Regions from separate parts of the Mus musculus genome. Here region 1 is linked to region 2. A link is a contact called in public Hi-C data. All regions are on one chromosome and are shown on one strand. Each heading gives the region's core, a stretch centred on a gene start, on an enhancer-like site or on the middle of the called end of the contact. The rest is flanking DNA. Distances are from core to core; before and after follow the strand shown. Region 1 has its middle 4.9 kb from the start of Gm33041. Region 2 has its middle 35 kb from the start of Gm40948.

Evidence for each region. Hi-C and Micro-C count contacts between places; a contact is called where the count stands out from the background.
Region 1: a Hi-C map of uterus shows a contact between it and region 2, with 2.9 times the contacts expected there. The contact joins two enhancer-like sites. A contact is called at or near these places in 14 of 484 Hi-C or Micro-C datasets (B cells, the G1E-ER4 cell line, the HL-1 cell line and 8 more) and 4 of 115 datasets of contacts at active chromatin or transcription factors (astrocytes, bone marrow-derived macrophages, differentiating embryonic stem cells and 1 more).

The regions. Positions count from the first base shown.
Region 1 is chr13:52,215,691-52,220,262 of GRCm38.p6, forward strand. No RefSeq gene overlaps it. Among named protein-coding and RNA genes, the nearest start is that of Gm33041, 4.9 kb to the right of the region's middle. Within about 2 kb of position 1,606, at least 10 of the 459 cell types and tissues checked have an H3K27ac peak or open chromatin away from gene starts, as enhancers often do. A contact at or near this core is called in uterus, where this site is marked.
Region 2 is chr13:52,046,504-52,051,059 of GRCm38.p6, forward strand. No RefSeq gene overlaps it. Among named protein-coding and RNA genes, the nearest start is that of Gm40948, 35 kb to the right of the region's middle. Within about 2 kb of position 1,603, at least 29 of the 459 cell types and tissues checked have an H3K27ac peak or open chromatin away from gene starts, as enhancers often do. A contact at or near this core is called in uterus, where this site is marked.

The DNA.
Region 1 (4,572 bases), core at 356-2,855, 170 kb after region 2:
GCAGAGCTGTCGGGTTTTGAGTCTGGGGGACTCTGGTTTTATAGATAACTACTGTCCTAGCTCAGGGGGAACATGTCCCCACTCTACTCATAGAGGACATGAGTAGACTATACACAGACCCTGCAATAGTCCAAGGGTCTGCACAGTCTTGCATGTTGCTTGCTGAGGGTCTTCGCCCTGGAAGTTAGGGAAGGAAATCCGTAGTGAGCAATACTGGCCTGAGCTTGGGAGGGGATTAGCATCCTGTGGCCAATGGAAATAAGACCATTGTCAGTGAGAAGATTATTTGGAACATTGAACTTGGCCGATGTGAAGTTGTTCACTTAGCCACCCTCTTCTGGCCTCTTCTCTTGTTTTCTTTGACCTTGGTCTGGGTTCCAATCCCCAACCCTCGGACATTGGTGGCACATGGCTGCCATGAGAGACAATACTGGGAAGCCATGTCCAGGCTGGGTTGGCACCACAGTGTTTGGGGGTGGGAATGGTTATGACTATAGAGGGCATACAGTTCTGCACATCAAGCTACCACAGCCTCTTCTTCCAATATCTCAAGACAATTAGCAAGAAGTGAGACATTCTGCTGTCAGAATAAAACGTTCTTGGATGGGTCACACCCACATCTCTAAATAGCCCATGTTAAACCTACAACCACACTGACAGCTGTATCTTCGTAAGGGTGTGTGTATGCATATGGATGTGCGTGTGCGTGTGTGTGTGTGTGTGTGTGTGTGTGTGTGTGTGTGTGTGTAGACTAAGCTTGACATTGGGTATCTGTCCTGGTTGTTCTGCTCCTTTAATTGTGAAACAACCTTAGCCGCTGATCCTGAAGCTTAGTATTTGGCAAGGTTGGCTGGCCAGGAGCCCCTGCAGAGCTGAGGTTACAGGCACACACATCACCACAAGTTGTTTCTAAATATTAGTTCTGCATCTCAAATTCAGGTCCTCACACTTGGAAGGGGGAGTGCTTGACCACCCGGGATGTGCATATTCTTGCACACACATATTTTTAAAGGGAGACTGAGGAATGGAACTGTCTTCTGAATGCAGTTTGCTGGTGAGAGGCCCAACCCATTACCAGCACTGGACAGTAGCAAGCTTTGCAGTCATTTCCAACTGAGTAGCTGGTGACATGGGCTCTCAACCTGGTGGTGACTTGTACACCCCCAAATCTTAATCAACAAGTTATAACTGTGCACATTTATGGAGTACTACGAGTTCTTTTGATACATGTGTGCATTACATAATTTTTAAACCAGTCTGAGTACCTTATGCAATGAACAAGTCATATATTGATCTCTTTAGATACTTATCATTAAAATACTGTCAACTCTCTCCAGATGTTCTCGTAGCTTACCCCACAGATGTGGGGTAATATGTATTTGGCATCACTGCCCACTTCTCTGCAGCAGAGTACCAGCATGCCTTGCTCCTGTCTCAGTATAACCCTGTGCCTGGTGCTCAGTCTCTTCCTGCTTGCTCTCTCCTGCTCTCCTCTCCCCAGCCTCTGGTGATCATCGTCCCAGTCTCTCCTATGACATCAACTTTCAGATTCCACATGCACTGAGATCATGCCCCATTTGTCTTTCGGTGCCTGGTTTGCCTCACTTAGCCCAAGGTCCTCCTGTGCAGTCGGATTTGTCGCCAGTGACAGGTTATCAGCCTTTGTGGCTGAACCATGGCCCATTGTGAGCACAGGCCACATTTTTCTTCATCCGTTCATCAAGTGTGTCCCAGATTTTAATGAGATTTTAGACCATTCTGGAATTTGTGACATTAAAGGTTGTGTGTATGTGTATACTCACATGATATAATCCAACCTTTTAAGGTAGTGTATAGTCAAGTCCATATTCTGAATAATTTTGGGCTTTATGTATGTCAGAGACGTCACCTGGTTTTCTTACATTTAAATTTTAATTAGGTAAGAAATACACTTATATAACTAAGTGATTACACATATTAAAACTTGCACAGCTAAAATTCTCTCTTCTACCACAGCCTGGCCAGATCAGATTCTCAAAACAAACGTAAAAACAACATTAGTACTGTCAACTTTCTGTGTCGTTTATCAGATATTTTGATATGGATCAGAAGGTTGGCATCTATCTGAGCTTTCTTTTTCTCAACTCTGGGCATAATGTGTTTCTCCATCTTTCTCTTTTTCATTTAGCCTGGTGTCTTGAAGTCTTACACCTTTTAGCACATGAGGGGTTAAACACGTATCTTTATAAAGACTGGCATCTGTCACCCCATATCGTGTGCCAAATCTGTTTAACCAGTCCCCTGTGGAGGGAGGCGCTGAGTCTTTGTGATTTCCGATACTGTAAAAAGATCCCAGAAAAAAAGCCAACAAGTGTTCAGTCCACTGGGTGAAGGGATGCGGCCACTTTAGTTTTTCCACCACCGTGACATGGTTATAAAAACAGAAAGAAGGAAAAAGAGGGGGAAAAAACAGATGATAACAATCCTCCATGAAAATTGTGTAGAACAGAAATGTGTTATGTATAAATACATTTTTATTGGCATACAGTCATGTCATTTCTAGGCATCCTGTCTACTGCTTTCCATGAACAGACAGAAGCAGCATCCTCTTCCTGCCAAGCAGGGATACATGAAAACCCCAGGGATGTTTTACATTAGAGCAGCTTTCCAAGGCCAGAGGTGATGCTGTGTGTTGTCAGTGTCAGGATGTCTTCACCATGTGACTCATGAGAGGAACATGGCCTCTGGAAGTCAAGTTCCAGGCAGAGTAGGACACAGACCATGTCATCTGGTAAGATAATGAAAGCTATCCTTGTCACCTAGGGACTTGGTGACCACGCCACAAAATAGAAGACACATTAGTGTGACCAGGCTGAGCACTTTCCACCAAATTTCACACATGTTCTCAGCAGAGTCACTCATAAAGCATGTGTGTGCATACACATACATACACACATATGGATACTTATGTGCAAGCACATACACACACAAATGAATACTTATGTGCACGCACATACGCATGTGAGTACATATGTACACACACATACACACATATAGATACTTATGTGCACATACATACACATAGATGCACACACATACACATGTGAGTATTCACATGCACACATGTACATCATTTCAGTGGGGAGGACTCACACAGTTACCAAGCAAAGCCCTTTAGTGGTGCTTAATTACTGTTCTGAGCTTGATGGTGGTGGTTGGAAAGAATATCCAAAGAAAATAGGATGATCATCAGTTTTTCCAGAAAGAACACTTGCTCTTAGGCTGAAGAATACTGGCAAGAGCCTCACTAGTAGTTAGGAAGCCAAGCAATCACGAAAGGAAAAGCCACTCACTCTTAGAATAGCTAGATGATGGTTTTAGTTATCTTTATTTACTGGGTGTGGTGGCTCATACATGTGATCCTGGCACTTGGGAGGCTGAAGCAGGAGGATCTCTCTGAGTTTGAGACCAGTCTAGACTTCATATCGAGATTCTAGCTCATGAAAAAAAAAAAGAAGAAGAGAAAGAAGAGGAGGATGGAGAGGAAAAAGGGGAGGAGGGACAGGAGAAAGAAGAGGGAGAGGAGAAGTTATCTTTTTACTTTGGGGCTAAGAAGGCTTTTAAATAAGACTCAGTATAAAAAAATCAAAAATATAAACTGTAATATAATAAAAATGAGATATCATACAACTTTCATTAATCCAAAATTGTTAAAGATCTTGCCTAGAACTATCCTATTTCTTTTTTCAAGACAGGATTTCTCTGTGTAGCCTTGGCTGTCCTGGAACTCACTTTGTAGACTAGGCTGGCCTCGAACTCAGAAATCCGCCTGCCTCTGCCTCCCAAGTGCTGGGATTAAAGGTGTGCACCACCACCACCCGGCTAGAACTAGCCTATTTTAATATGTGTTTGGCTCAACTTAATAGATGTGTCTAGTCTGAGCTCACTCTTCTGCATTCAGGGAATATCTGTACACAGTATTAGGCCTGTCAGAACCCATCCAGAATGAAGGGGCCATGATGGAACCTTGATTTAGCTGAAACATCTCCTGAGGGATCCTGGCCTGTGTCCACTGGAAGATAGCTTTAATAAAGCATGTGACCCCTCAGAAAGTGAGGCTCACAAGTGAGCTTAGAATGTTAGGGGCATGGGACATGGCTGGGGAGGTCACTGACAAAGCAACAGAGCTGTGTGAGAGGTGACCATCCATCCAGGGATTCTGCCCTGCCCCGCTCCACCCCACCCCCAACTCCTTCTTCAGGGAGAAACTTCTTAGAGATTCTTTCCTCGTTGGCTCTCTGCTGCATGCTGATAAAACACCATGACCAAAAGCAGCGTGGATAGGAAAGGGTATTTTTGACTTACACGGTCCCATCATAGTCTATCACTGAAGAGAGCTAAGGCAGAAACTCAAGGAGAAGCAGATGCAGGAACAGTGGAGGAATGATGCTTACTGGGTTGCTCCTCAGGCTCACAATCAGCTATCCTTCTCATAGCTTGGAGGATGGGGAGAGGTAAGCATGGGAGGGTGGGGAGGCAGGAATAGAGGGAGCAAACCTCAGGAAAAGAAGAGATGCTGGGTATCTGGGGAGA
Region 2 (4,556 bases), core at 353-2,852:
GGGATGTGAAGGGGAGTGGTGGGAATGTCTGTCTAAGGCAGTGTTGCTGAGTAATGCTATGTTTTCCTGGGAACCTTCTTCAAGGAGTGACATGGTCCAACTTTATCGTTAAAATGCAGAAATATACCAGTATTATAACCTTCTCCCTGTTATTCACAGGGAGGAGATAACAGCAATTTTGAGCTCCCAAATGCTTGCTTTCATCAACCCTGCTAGCTCAGACACTCTGTCCCGTGAGGCTGTTCCCGTTTCTTCTCAGACCTCCCTCCAGCCCGGCAAAGCATCCTGTTCATTCTTTTGGATGTGTGGGGAAAACAGTCAACAACTCCTGGGAAAGCAATTTAATGTGTGTATGTGTGTGTGTGTGTGTGTGTGTGTTTAAAGGGATAGTAACATCATCTGTGGAAAGTGGAGGGAGCCGCTACGGATGTCATGTGGTGGTGCGCCGTCTCCAGAAGCCTCGGCGGCTAGTGAGGGACACAGAGTTGTTTTGGCAAAGATTCGACAGCATCAGCTTGTTTGAGAGACACAACAGCAAAACACCACATGTCTGGGGGCTGCAGCGGCCTCCTTCATGGAGGGTCTGGTGCTTCTTCAGGATGCTGCAGCTGTGTGTTGTGACTTAGGAATGCTGGTCTGTTCCCATGGCATGGTGGCTCTGGGGATGGCTGCGGTAGGAGGTGGGGGTTTGGGAGGTGTGTCTGATACGTTAACACAGGTGCAGGCCCTTGAGGGGAAAGCTAATTATTTGAAAAGGAGCCTCACTGGTGGGTGGTGGGGTGGGGGCTTTCTAATCCAGAGAATACACAGCATGGCTGTGGCAATTCATCAGGAGCTGGGGCATCTCTTCACATTTCTCTGAGACTCCAGCACCAGCGTGACCATGTCCAGACCATGTCTAAACCGTCACAATGACTCTGGCTAAAGACATAAGAAGATGGGCCCCAGCTTTCAACTTGGCCTCAGGCAGATCTAATAAGATGTTGAGGAAGTCTCAGAGTCCTCGGAGGATGTGGATGCTGTTCTCCTGGGGACCGGTCCTCTTCCCTCACCTGCCCTTCCCGAGGTCATCATGGTTTTGGGCCCTTTGTGGCTTGTCTTCATGTGTGGAAAAGGGAAAAAAAGCATTGTCTAAGTGCCGTGTTGGAATGACTTGTGTGTGCACTGAAACCCTGGGCTCTGCATGTGACTTGGTGACTTTCACTGGTCACCATATTAGCAGCGCCTGGACAAGAGAAGCTGCCTGACACACCTTGGAGTATGGCTCCTGTGTTCACGTCCACCAAGGTCTATCACACAGGGCCAGCTTAGAACCCCTAGAAGAGGTGAGCCAAGCGGCACTGACTATGGGGACCTCCATCCTCAGGTGGTCAGGGACCAATCTCTACTTCCCCCAGTCCCCTGCTTAGATAGCAAGCAAGGAGAGGCAGAGAGCCTCAGTGGATTTCTGAGGCCCCGAGAGGGATCCAGGGAGAGGGAGACAATAACCCAGTGAAATAAACAGAAGACAATACGCGAGAACAGCAAACATACAAATAGGGTAAAAGAGCCTTAGGAAAAGCCTGCAGGATGTGCCCAGTGCAGTGAAGCAGGCTGCAGAATATGTGCTTCTTGTGGTCTAGAGGAGGTAAACAAGGTTGCTAGGAAACATTGGTGAGGTTGCTCAAGCAGCCACTGCTAAATAAAAAGTTTTTTCCTTCCCAGTCCCTGCTCCTGGAAGGACGACTCTGAGACTGACTGTTTATTAGTATATGCCTAGGTCATGAGCTTATTTAACCCTAACCACTCCGTGTCCTCCACCTGGTTAGTTACCTCTCCTTCAGCCCACACCCGCTTCTTCCTTCGTGCGGTTTTTTTTTTACCCCAAATCTTTCCTTTATAGCTCTCCTATTTCCCAGAATCCTCTCTTCCCGCCAGTGTCCCGCCTCCTATGTCCTGTCTCAGCTCATTAGCTGTAGGCGTTTTTATTGACAGGTGCTGCTTATAAGAGATTTCTCGCTACAAGCCATTGTTTTCAAAAGCAAGGAGAATGTGTTAGAGTGAAGGGAATGACCCAGTTAGAGCTTTTAAGTGTGAAAGAAACAAGTGAGTCTAGGTCATAGGCGGATGGTGAGCAGCAAGGATGGCGAGGATGGGGGCTGGGGGGAGGGGCCGGATGAGGATGATTGGAGGATGCTTGTCAGGTGAGGCTAGGAGGGTAGGCTGGGGGTGGAGGGTACTCATGGGATGAGGAGGGGAGCTAGAGAGATGGTGGCTGTTCAAGGAGCTGGTGGGGGTCTGGAGGTTCACTCCAGGCAAAAAGGGCTCAGAGTATAGTGAAGCCAGACTGGTGTAAGGAGAGCAGTGGAGCTTGGCTGGTTGGGACAAGGAATTAAGACCAGGGAGTAGGTGGGGACTGCGGTTTCAGGGAGGCAGAAAGGGTGAAGGGTCATTTGGCAGAGGTAGAAGGAATGTGTGAACATTCAGGAGGGACCTGGCACAGGGTTCCTGCACATCTCCGTGCTGGAGCTCCTGGGCATGTTTGATGGCCACAGGTCATCGTGTCTGGGAAAAGTGACTGTGGTCACCATGACATAAACTGTTACTGCAAAGCCAGATTGGCTGTGACAACAGGGGATTCCTCTGAGGTTCTGAGAGGTGAAAACTCAGAAGTGTTTAAGGTCTCAGGTGGAAGCCACCCACGTCGGGTGGGACAAGGTCAAACAGAGGGACAGGAAATAATGTCCCCCTGATAATGTCATCGTGGTGGTGTCTCTTCAGACAATAGCTTCTGTCTAAAGTCCATTATAAAGTATTAGCAGGCAGCCACTTCTTTTCCATTTTACTCTTCTGGAAGCATCTATTTTAAGAAAGACTTTCAAAGCTCCCAAGTCCAGAGAAATCTAGCCATGGCTTAATCCACACAGCAGGTGCAATCTTAGCAGCTGAGGAGAAGGGAAAGTATTTCCATGGTGTACAGCCAGCACAGCTGGGACCCAGTGTGGGACAGGAGACCTCAGGGCCTCTCCCAGCCCTTTCTTGCTCTTCAGTCTCTGGGTTGAGCATTCAGCAACCAGGATGTAAAACACCCACTTGCAACTCCACCATGAGTCTTGCATGTCTCCAGGGAAAAGTGATTCCCAATAAAGCCGCACACTGATCGGAACCAACTCCATCTTCCTTGGTATTTAGTACAGTGTCAGCTGAATAAGACCGCAGATCCCAGTCATGTTCGTGCCCTCATCCCTGTGACTATGCCACTCGAGAGACAAAACTTCCATGGCAGGTGGAATTAACTTAAGGATCCCGAGACAAGGGCTGAAGAGAAGGCCCAGTCAATCAAATGTCTGCTGTGTAAGCATGAAGACCCCACTCTGATGCCCAGCACCCGTGGAAAAAGCTGAGTGGGGTGTCACAAGCTTGGAATCTCAGCACTGGGGAGACTAAGATGTTTGAATCTCTGGGGCTCACTGGCCAGCCAGCATAGCTGAATCCTTAGCTTCAGGTTCAATGAGAGACTCTGACTCCAAAACAAGGAGGTCAGCTCCTGAATAATAGCATCGAGGCTGACCTCTGGTGTCCACACGCATGCAGATATGCAACACCCCCACAGGAACATGCACACACACTCCTACAGACACTCTCCTCCCGCCCCTCCAATAAAAGGATCCTGAGACGAGAGCACCGATCCAGATTGTTGGTGGACTCACTATCATCTGGGTCCTTATAAGAAGGAGGCAGGAAAGTCAGCGTTGAAGTCAGGCAACAAAAGGACACACAAACACTGCGATGGGAGCAGAGGATGGGCTGGGTGTGCTTTGAAGATGGAAGAAAAGGCTACCAGCCAAACAAGGAATGAGAATCCTCTACAAGACGGCAGGACACCAAACTATCTCCAGTTTCAGTGAGAAGTTTTGTCTCAGGAAATAATATAGAAAGTGACATGCAGCATTCTAACAGTCTCTGTGGGAAGCCGCCCCCACATTCGCCGTCACAAGATGGCACTGACAGCTGTGTTCTAAGTGGTAAACAAATAATCTGCGCATGTGCCAAGGGTATTTCTCCACCCCATGTACTCTGCCTTCCCCGTGGCAACAACTCGGCCATGGGCTGCAGCCAATCAGGGAGTGATACGTCCTAGGCGAAGGATAACTCTCCTTAAGAGGGAAGGGGTTTCGCTTTCGTTTTTGGGTTTGGGGCTTGGGTCTTGGGGCTTGCTCTCTTGCTCCTAAAGATGTAAACAATAGAGCTCTTGCTCTGCGCTCTGGCGCTCTGGCGCTCTGGCTCCTAAAGATGTAAGCAAGGGTTTGGGGCTTGCACTCTTGCTCCTGAAGATGTAAGCAATAAAGTTTTGCCGCAGAAGATTCTGGTTTGTTGCGTCTTTCCTGGCCGGTCGCGTGAACGCGTGTAAGAGTTGGTGCCGGAAACCCGGGAAGAAAAACTCGGGACGGGAGTTAACCATCACCGGCGCAAGGAAGATTCCTCATTCCGGAACCAGAACTGCGGATCACGGTCATAAAGGTTCCCGTAAAACAGACTGTTGAGAAGGATTCAACTGCGTGAATTCAGAACTCTTC